Regions from separate parts of the Rattus norvegicus genome. Here region 1 is linked to region 2. The links are chromatin contacts, called in public Hi-C maps. All regions are on one chromosome and are shown on one strand. Each heading gives the region's core, a stretch centred on a gene start, on an enhancer-like site or on the middle of the called end of the contact. The rest is flanking DNA. Distances are from core to core; before and after follow the strand shown.

The links. Hi-C and Micro-C count contacts between places; a contact is called where the count stands out from the background.
Region 1: a Hi-C map of the A7r5 cell line shows a contact between it and region 2, with 2.4 times the contacts expected there. The contact joins the enhancer-like site here to the promoter of Ndufv3 in region 2. A contact is called at or near these places in 8 of 12 Hi-C or Micro-C datasets (the A7r5 cell line, Schwann cells, frontal cortex and 4 more).

The regions. Positions count from the first base shown.
Region 1 is chr20:9,685,654-9,690,309 of GRCr8, forward strand. It overlaps Pknox1 (PBX/knotted 1 homeobox 1), which reads left to right. Exons shown (of 10, transcript NM_001013074.2): 2 at 235-362; 3 at 2,274-2,445; 4 at 3,723-3,893. Among named protein-coding and RNA genes, the nearest start is that of Pknox1, 6.3 kb to the left of the region's middle. Within about 2 kb of position 3,233, at least 9 of the 93 cell types and tissues checked have an H3K27ac peak or open chromatin away from gene starts, as enhancers often do. A contact at or near this core is called in the A7r5 cell line, where this site is marked.
Region 2 is chr20:9,611,887-9,616,150 of GRCr8, forward strand. It overlaps Ndufv3 (NADH:ubiquinone oxidoreductase subunit V3), which reads left to right and starts at 1,900. Exons shown (of 4, transcript NM_022607.2): 1 at 1,900-2,034; 2 at 3,413-3,536. The coding sequence starts at 1,987. LOC134483879 (a long non-coding RNA gene) reads right to left here and starts at 1,812. Exons shown (of 3, transcript XR_010061034.1): 1 at 1,624-1,812; 2 at 521-623.

The sequences.
Region 1 (4,656 bases), core at 1,983-4,482, 75 kb after region 2:
CATTGGGAGAGTGGCTAGAAGAGTCAGCTTACACTGTGTCCCTGTCAGCCACGCACAGGGCTTGGAAGCCATCACACTTCCTCATACATTTGCCCTTCATACTGTCTGCTCTTGGAGCATACGAGAGTCAAAGGTTTGCCGCTAGTGTTGTTCATGTTATGGGCAGTTATCTGATCTTCTGACAGGATAGCAGCACTGTACATGTCTTCTGTAACAGAACTTCTCCTTTTCCAGATGCAGGTGGTCACTGAGTTGAAAACAGAGCAGGATCCCAACTGCTCTGACCCGGATGCAGAAGGAGTGAGTCCTCCTCCCATCGAGTCTCAGACCCCGATGGATGCCGACAAGCAGGCCATTTATAGGTAGTGACTGGGTGTGGACTAGAGAGAATACAGTGTGAGGTGGAACTCAGGGCTGGGATCTACACTGAGCCCTTTGCGGATTGCGATGGCTCTTATAATAACGCACGAGTAGTAATAGAGACCTAAACTCAGGTAACCTTCCAGGAAGTCTTCAGAACAAGCATGGTGGTGCACACTTAGACTCTCAGCACGGGGATAGACAGTTCAAAGCCAGTTGCAGGCCAGTCTGGACTACCTAACAAAACCCTAAAAGGGAAAGAGGAGGCCTAGAGAATGGGTCAGCAAGGAAAGTCTTACCATGTAAATGAGATGACCTGAGTTTGAGTCCTAGAACCCACAGAGGGTGAGGAAAATGCCATAGATTTGTCCTCTGACCTCTACATGCAGTTCTGGAAACTGTCATTTTGCTCTCTTGACCTTATACCCAGGTATCTCCTGAGTGAGGACTCACTTCAGTTAAGTAATATCTTTTCTTGACTGGCTTCCTTCACATCAAATGGTTTATGTGAGGACTGTAATATAGAGCCTGCTGGGACTTTCTTCCTCTTTGAGGCTGTATCCTGTTTATACACCACGTTTATCCTTCAGCAGATACTGGGCACTTGGGGTTGGGTTGCCTCGTCCTTTTTAAGATGGGATCTCTCTGTAGTCCTAGCCTGCCCTGGAACTCACTATATAGGTAAAGCTGGCCTTGAACTCACAACGATCCACCTGCCTCTACCACCCAAGTGTTCTACACACCCGGCTGTGCGTCCTCCCTTTGACTGTAGTGTCCTGTGAACACAGGTCTGTAGATGCACAGCTAGCTGTACACGGGGTGTTAGAAGCTTCACTCATGATCCTCAGACTAGAAACAGCCTGGATGTTTCTCGACAGTGGTGGGCCCATGGAAAGGAAGGTATATGGCTGCAACACGTGTTCACAGGAACCCCAGCTATCTTAAGCCCTTCTCAGAAGCCTTGCATTTTGTATAATTGCTTTTCCATGACACCAAGAGAAAACTTGACGATGGTGACCTCTGCTGGAACTAGGGCTTCCAGCATGGCACACGGAAGGGAGAACAAGAAAGGCTGGGTGTCCTAGAGCTGCTCTGTGTCCTGTTTACAGTGGTGACTAGACACACTTGTAAGGGTCTAAGAACCGAGAATGGTCCATTTTATTGTTGGATAGTTCACACATACAAATTGAAATCAGGCATGGTAGTCCATGCTATAGCCCAGGCCTCAGAAGGCTGGCCTGAGAGGAGCAGGAATCAAGGCCCGTCTGGACTATGTAATAAGACCCTGTCAAATAGCAAACAAATAACAAGGAAAAGTTAATGAAATGATTAGGAATTTTGAAAAGATATTTTCATATAGTGTAAAGCTAACTCATTAAAAATATTTCATGAGGGGTTGGGGATTTAGCTCAGTGGTAGAGCGCTTGCCTAGGAAGCGCAAGGCCCTGGGTTCGGTCCCCAGCTCCGAAAAAAAGAACCAAAAAAAAAAAAATTTCATGAAACAGTTCTACTCAGAGTAGCCATACTCTGACTACTAAACGAATTAAAAAACAAGTGATGGATGGGTTGAGAGAGATGGCTCAGTGGGGAAGAGCACAGATTGTTCTTCCAGAGGACCTGAGGGATCTGGCGCCCTCTTCTGGCCTCCATGGGCACCAGGTGTGCATGCACATAGCATAAAATTGTAAAAGAATATACAGAAACAAGTAACAGGCTGTTTAAACATCATTCATACAGGCCAGACAATGCACATCTGTAACTTCAGGGACTTGAGGCTGAGGCAGGAGAGCCTCAAGTTAGAAGCCTGACTGAAAAACAGATCCCTGTGACAGTGTGGGCAGAGGCCCATTGGTGCACACATCCCAGAGTGTTCCTGGAGGGATGTGGCACACCCTTGCTCTGTTTCCCCACAGGCACCCGCTATTTCCATTGCTAGCTTTGCTGTTTGAGAAATGTGAGCAGTCCACACAGGGATCAGAAGGCACGACGTCCGCCAGCTTCGATGTGGACATTGAGAACTTTGTCAGGAAGCAAGAAAAGGACGGGAAGCCCTTCTTCTGTGAAGATCCGGAAACAGACAACTTAGTGAGTAAAGTTGGTGTTTTGTTTCTACTTTTTGTGATTTAAATCTGTTCTTGAAGTTTACCTTCCTGGTCTCCTGGTTTCTAGCTAATTTTCCCTTTAACAATCTAACTAATTGTGCCTCCTCGTGAGGTGGGGCTCACCTCCTCGTGAGGTGGGTGTCTGAAGATTCCTTGGGGCCGACTGCTCCCACAGGGGGCGGGGGGAGTCTGCTCCACTTGAGCCGTGAGTACAGGTCTAATCTTAGAAACAGGCTTGAGTCGTCATCTGCAAAGCAGCTCCCTCCCAACACTGACACTAGTTGCTCTGCCTTCTTCCTGTCCAGCGCAGTGGAGAGAGGTCTTTGAGGACACAGCGTCCTTCTTCAAGGCACCTACACTGCCTGCCTTTGAGCCTGAGCCTCTGCCAGACTCAGATACCCCACAGCAAGGCCTTCTCTGGGTTTTGTGAATTCCCTGTGGGACTCAGGACTCAGTGGGTCTTTGGAAGCGTTATTGTCTGTGGATAAAGTGTGTCAGTGTTAGGTCTGATGCTTTACATTTCTTACTTGATCTTTACCACCTGAGAGGCTTCCGAGGTGGGCCGTGTCAGACTCTGCCTCGTGTGCTCTGAAATGCCTGTCATTTGAGCAAGAATCAGAAGAGCTTTTGGTTCTGGCCCATCCCTGGCCTGGCTCAGTCGGTGTTTTGACTGGCAGCACCATCTAAGCCCAGTTCACACTCCATAGCTTTTGCTTCTGACCGGTCTCTCACTGCATCAAGAATGTAGATGACTTCATACATGAGCCTGTGGCTGAGGGGCTGGCCTGTGCTCCCAGCAAGGAGTACCAATGACAGGGCACTGTTGGCATTTGTGACCCATTGCTTGGGAGCAAGTCTCCTCGGTGCTTGATGACATCATATTAAACAGGAGAGAAATAACACAAGAGGTTGGGATCTAGAGCTATGCAGAGTTCTCAGACTTGACACCAGACACATGATCCAGAAAGGGCAGAGCTGGAGGTTGGCCTTTGAGAGCCACCTACAGGACAGATGAAGATGTGGAGATGGAGTAGGGCGAGGCTGCAGCACAGCCATGCTGAAAGGGGCACCCTGCTCTGCGTGCGGCCCAGGTGCAGCCCGAGTAGGGCAGAGGCCAGGACACAACGCTGCTCCTCTCCTCTCGCTAGCACTGCCGCTGTCTCCATCTAATAAGTAAGCAGTGTATGACGATGGCAGCTTCTCATACAGACGATGGCACACTGTTTCCCACTTCAAAGTCTGTATTTTCCCTACCTCTAGATGGTGAAAGCAATCCAGGTCCTGCGTATTCATCTTCTTGAACTGGAGAAGGTGAACGAGCTCTGTAAAGACTTCTGTAGTCGGTACATTGCCTGTCTGAAGACAAAAATGAACAGCGAGACCCTGCTGAGTGGGGAGCCTGGAAGTCCGTACTCCCCAGTGCAGTCCCAGGTACTTTGGGGCCCAGTGTGCTTCTTGGTCATTGTGGTATTGGTCACTTGGCGTTAACTCCCGACCTCCTGCTCCTACACAATCGCTGGCTTCCGTGATGACGTAAGACCCTTACCTTGTTGTCGTCACTGTAGCCATTTCAGGGAATGTAGTCAGGGTACCAAGTGCATCCTCACTGTTGTGTAACCATCGCCACCACTGTAACTCCAGGACTCTCCCGTCTTCCCAGGGGAAGTCCTCTCTCATTAGATACAACTCCTCCTGCTCTCCATGGCCCTGCCATTCTCTTTCTCATCTCTGAATTGACTAGCTGGGTTCCTCACAGAAGTAGACTCATACAGTATCTGGCAAACTTCTCAGAGCTCCCTGAAGCCTAGTCAGGGATGAGGCACCACTGTGGTATGTGCTGTTTCGTCATGAACTTTGTTTGTTTATCCCTGACAGCAAATGGTATTTTCACGTGCTGATCTGCCGTCTGTGTGACGTCTTTGCTAAAAGACGGCTTACGTCTTTGCTCATTTTGTAAACTTTTATTTCCCTTAAATTTCTGAGTTTTGAACGTTCTAATTGTCTGCCAGTGTTTATCTGCTTTGACGCCTGCTGCTAGGAGCTCTCCTGCTGGACTGCTTTTCCTTCCTGTTTGTCAAAAGCCGGGTGGGTGTTTGATGTTCTGTACCATGAGGCCGGCCGTGATTATTACAGCTCTTGGCGAGTCTCGGGCATCGGAGAGATGGTCTCCTCCCTCTACATTTTCCTTGGAACT
Region 2 (4,264 bases), core at 650-3,149:
GGGAAACTGGTTCAAAACAAAACAAAACAAAACACCTTCAAATCAACCAAGCCAACCACCCCAAAACATCACACCCTCCTTATGAGAATTACCGGGTTCCCACACAAGCAACATTAATCCCTTCCAAGAGCTGTACTCATAATGATTAATTACTTCCCACGGGCCCCACCTCGTACTGCTTCTAGTCCCTCATCACCAACCTGGAGACCAAGAGCTTCCAGCTCATGAGCCCTCAGAGGGGCAAATGCATCCAAGCTCTCCCACTGAGGAGTCTTTCCCTTTCATTTGTTCTTTTTTTTTTTTTTTTTTGTTCTTTTTTTTCGGAGCTGGGGACCGAACCCAGGGCCTTGCACTTCCTAGGTAAGCGCTCTTTCGTTTGTTCTTGTGTCTCCCAGTTCCACCAACATCTAAACTGGTCAGCTGTGAGAAGTGGAGGTTTTGAGTCCCATGATCTTAAAGTTCCAACTCTGGTCCCGCAAAGGACAGGTAGTACCTGTTCCCTTCCGTATTATTTACTCACCCGTAAAGCAAGCACACAAAAGGAAGTTGAACGGGAGAGTCCCTCGGAGACAAGATTAGGTGAAAAAAGACAATTCTGTCAGCATGCTGTGTGTGTCTTCTTCCTTTAGAGACAGTGGGTGTGTCCACACTGTTGTCTAGACCTGCATCTGCTCTTTCTGCCTTCCTGAGCTCCGCGAGATCAAGTGGCTCTTGATGCTGGCAGTTTATCTGGCCACCCGAATGAGGTTCCAGATGTTGTTCAGAGGCCCATTTCCAGTCAACCTCACGGGATTTTGTAAGGCTGCCCTGTTAGAATCTAGCTTCTTCTCAGCCCACAATACAGGTAGCAATCTCATGTCACAAAAACTCCCGGGGTTGGGGATTTAGCTCAGTGGTAGAACGCTTGCCTAGGAAGCGCAAGGCCCTGGGTTCGGTCCCCAGCTACGAAAAAAAAGAACCAAAAAAAAACAAAAAACAAAAAACAAAAAACCAAAAACAACAACAACAAAAAACTCCCATCCGCAAAGCTAGATGCTTCCACATGGGCTGACTCCAGTTTTCAAAGACCTGGCCATGTGCTCTGTCTCTGGGGCTTGGACACTCCTCGGAGCTCTTGTTATGCTGTTGTCCCCCTGCTTGCCTTTACACAACATTAATAGTGCTAATAAATTTTTTCTCCCCAGTAATTTATTTCAGTGTCCTGAACCCTTTTATTGACATTGAAGTTTCCTTGGTGGAAATTGGAGGTGTTGATATATCCATCTGTGTAAAATACTGTGCACTGGGCAACGTGGGAGGGGGCACCAATCAATCAGTGGAATTAGGAATTGATAACCAATAACTCCATACTCCATGCCTTGTATATGGTTCTCTGAAAAGCCTTGTGTGTTGAAGACTTGGTCTACAACTGGTGAGGGTATGTGTGTGTGTGTGCGCGCGCACGCGCCCTCATTAATGAATTTATCTACTGATTAATCCTTACAGTTGCCTAGTGCTGGTAAGGTAGGTGGGCACCACCACTCCCAGCTTCCGGTTTGTTTGTGCAAGGCCACGCCCCTATTAGGCAAACGCCCTACCACCTAGTTGTATCTCCAAGAAACAACAAACTCACAAAAATCTCACCAAACACAGAAGACTCTCAAGACGAACCAGAAACGCAAAGGACACGATCCTAGTTGCACAACTTTAGTAGGTTGCAGACTAGAGTTAAGGGTGAGATCAGGGCAAGGTGGACAGGCCCAGATCGCAGGGGCAGGACTTCCACCCAGACCTGCCCAAGGGGCGGGCACCAAGCACTCTCACCCGGGATTAGTGGACTCAGTCAGAGGCGTGGCCTCTGGGAGCCCGCCCAGAATGCGCGCGCAAGCGCTTGGCCCCACCCTGGTGTACGATTGGCGAACGTGACGCGGGGCCGAGCCTCGGGTTGTGCGGGTGCACGCTCAGGTTACGTACCTAGGTGCGACCTCGGCGCTGGGCGTCTGTACCATGGCGGTCTCTCTCCTGCTGCGGGGAGGACGAATCCGGGCGCTGAAGGTAAAAAGCGAACGGGAGAGACCTACCCGGTCCTTAGTCTGGCCCTTAGCTGCACGCGTGGGCTCGGTGCGGTAAAGAGGTCCCAGGGCCTGTGCTCACCTGACCCCAAGAGAAGTGGTTTCTCTGCAGGAGCGAAGCCAAGGCTCCTTGGCTGTTTAAAAAGCAAAACCCGACTTTCTCTGCAAAATCAGTGTTGGGGTTTGTTTGGGTTGGGTTCGGTGGATGAAACCTAGGGCCCTGCGCTTGCTTGTCAAGAGCTGTCATTGAACCGGCCCCAAAGTAGGAAATGCTCAAAGCAAAATAAAATACAGATGACAGAGGGCCGCCATCGTCAGATGAACACTAGTTACTCCTTCAGGTATAACTTCCAGCGATTTTTTTCCAAATTATTGGTACACATACGCGGAGAATCATCAATATAAATAGAACTTTTCCGGTTCTTTTTGGGGCCTGGACATGAAGATCTAGCACCATACCTTAGCGGTTGCCGGCGGAATTACAGTAAGATTCTTCTTACATTGTAACACTTCTGAAGCAATTATCTACATCGTATCTACTAGTAGATAGTGTTTCTGCAACTTTACTAAGTGTCGAGAGATAATTTTGCAAAAAGAAACATAGTATTTCGTAGAGGAACCAGATAATCAGAATAAACTTGCTGTCCTGTCTAGGATCCAGTAGTCTGAATTGGGCTGAGAACCAACTGGGCCTTCATCCAGGATACTGGCATGAGGGTTACCGCTGGCCATCTAGGTGATGGCTGAAGTCCAGAGGCCAGCACTTCCCTCCCCCGTTCCTCCTCCCCCCATGCTAACACAGGTCTTGTCTAATGAGGCTTTGCAAGACATGTGACAGCAAGAGCTTTTCTCAGAAATCATGTCTCCTACCTACTTCCTACTGCCTGAACCACAGGTTTCTGCAGAACACAGGACCAGGCTCCTTCTCCAAGATATCCTGAAGTTTTGTATAACGAAGCTGGAAATGTCTTTATTTTTAATAAAAACTTTCCAAGTGTCTATCTTGGGAAATTTCTTTTTTTTTTTTTTTTTTTTTTGGTTCTTTTTTTTCGGAGCTGGGGACCGAACCCAGGGCCTTGCGCTTCCTAGGCAAGCACTCTACCACTGAGCTAAATCCCCAATCCCTATCTTGGGAAATTTCTGCAGAGATTAGGGAAATAAGGATGTTTTCATTTACCCAGATGCTAACAGTGATTTTCCTGGAACTTGGGGTATATTTTTCTTGCAGCTTTTTGGGTCCTTATCAGAATGTTCATAATTCCCATATGTGATGAACATTGTAATTGTGCTGCATGAATATTAATATGTAACATTGTAATGGCTGTTATCAAGGTGAGTGTCTTTCCTTGTTGACTCCCCAGGCTGCCCTTCTCGAGGCAAAGGTGTTCCGAGGAGAACTGGCTTCTACAGTGCCCCTGTCTACAGAGTCCGAGAATAATAAAAAGGCGGCAGGACCAACTAGCAAGACGGAAAGTGTGTTCAAAGGTGAGATTTTTAAAGATGGTCTCAAGGGCAAAAAAATGCAAAGTCAATAGCCTGAAATGAGTTGGACCAGCGACATAACCTAAGACTCCAATTCATAATTAGATGGGAGATTGGACCTCATCGGTGGTGGCAAAGGCTTTGGTTTGACTCTCTGTTAGCTCTAGATGTGGGAGTAGTGCTTTTTAAATGGCCAACCCAACAGGGAGAGCAGAAGGGCTCTGGCATTTCCAAGCCCTCAGGAACACATGAAATAGCATGAAATAGTGAGACCCCCCCCCTCCCCCTACTTTCCCTTCCCTGGTTTCTAGTTTTCCCTGACTTCCCAAGAGTCTGGTGAGGCTTTCCTGGGGGGGGGGGGGGGGGCATCATGACCTCGGGGAAGGAATTAGGAGCCTGAATTTCTGCTGTGCTCTACTCAGCTGGGGCCCAGTTGGTGTTCAGCTCTCTTCAAAGTCATTTTGACTTCTGTCACATTTTACCCTCTCTGAGTGCCAGCGTAGGCAAGCTGAAAACGCTGTATATTTTAAATGCTTCTCCCCCGGGGATAATTTTATTTCCTATGCCTTGTACGTTTTTTAGGGTTCGTGTATTGGGTCCATTGAATTTAGTTTTTGGTTTTTTGTTTTTTTCCGGAGCTGGGGACCGAACCCAGGGCCTTGCGCTTCCTAGGCAAGCGCTCTACCACTGAGCTAAATCCCCAGCCCCCTGAATTTAGTTTCTTAATTCAT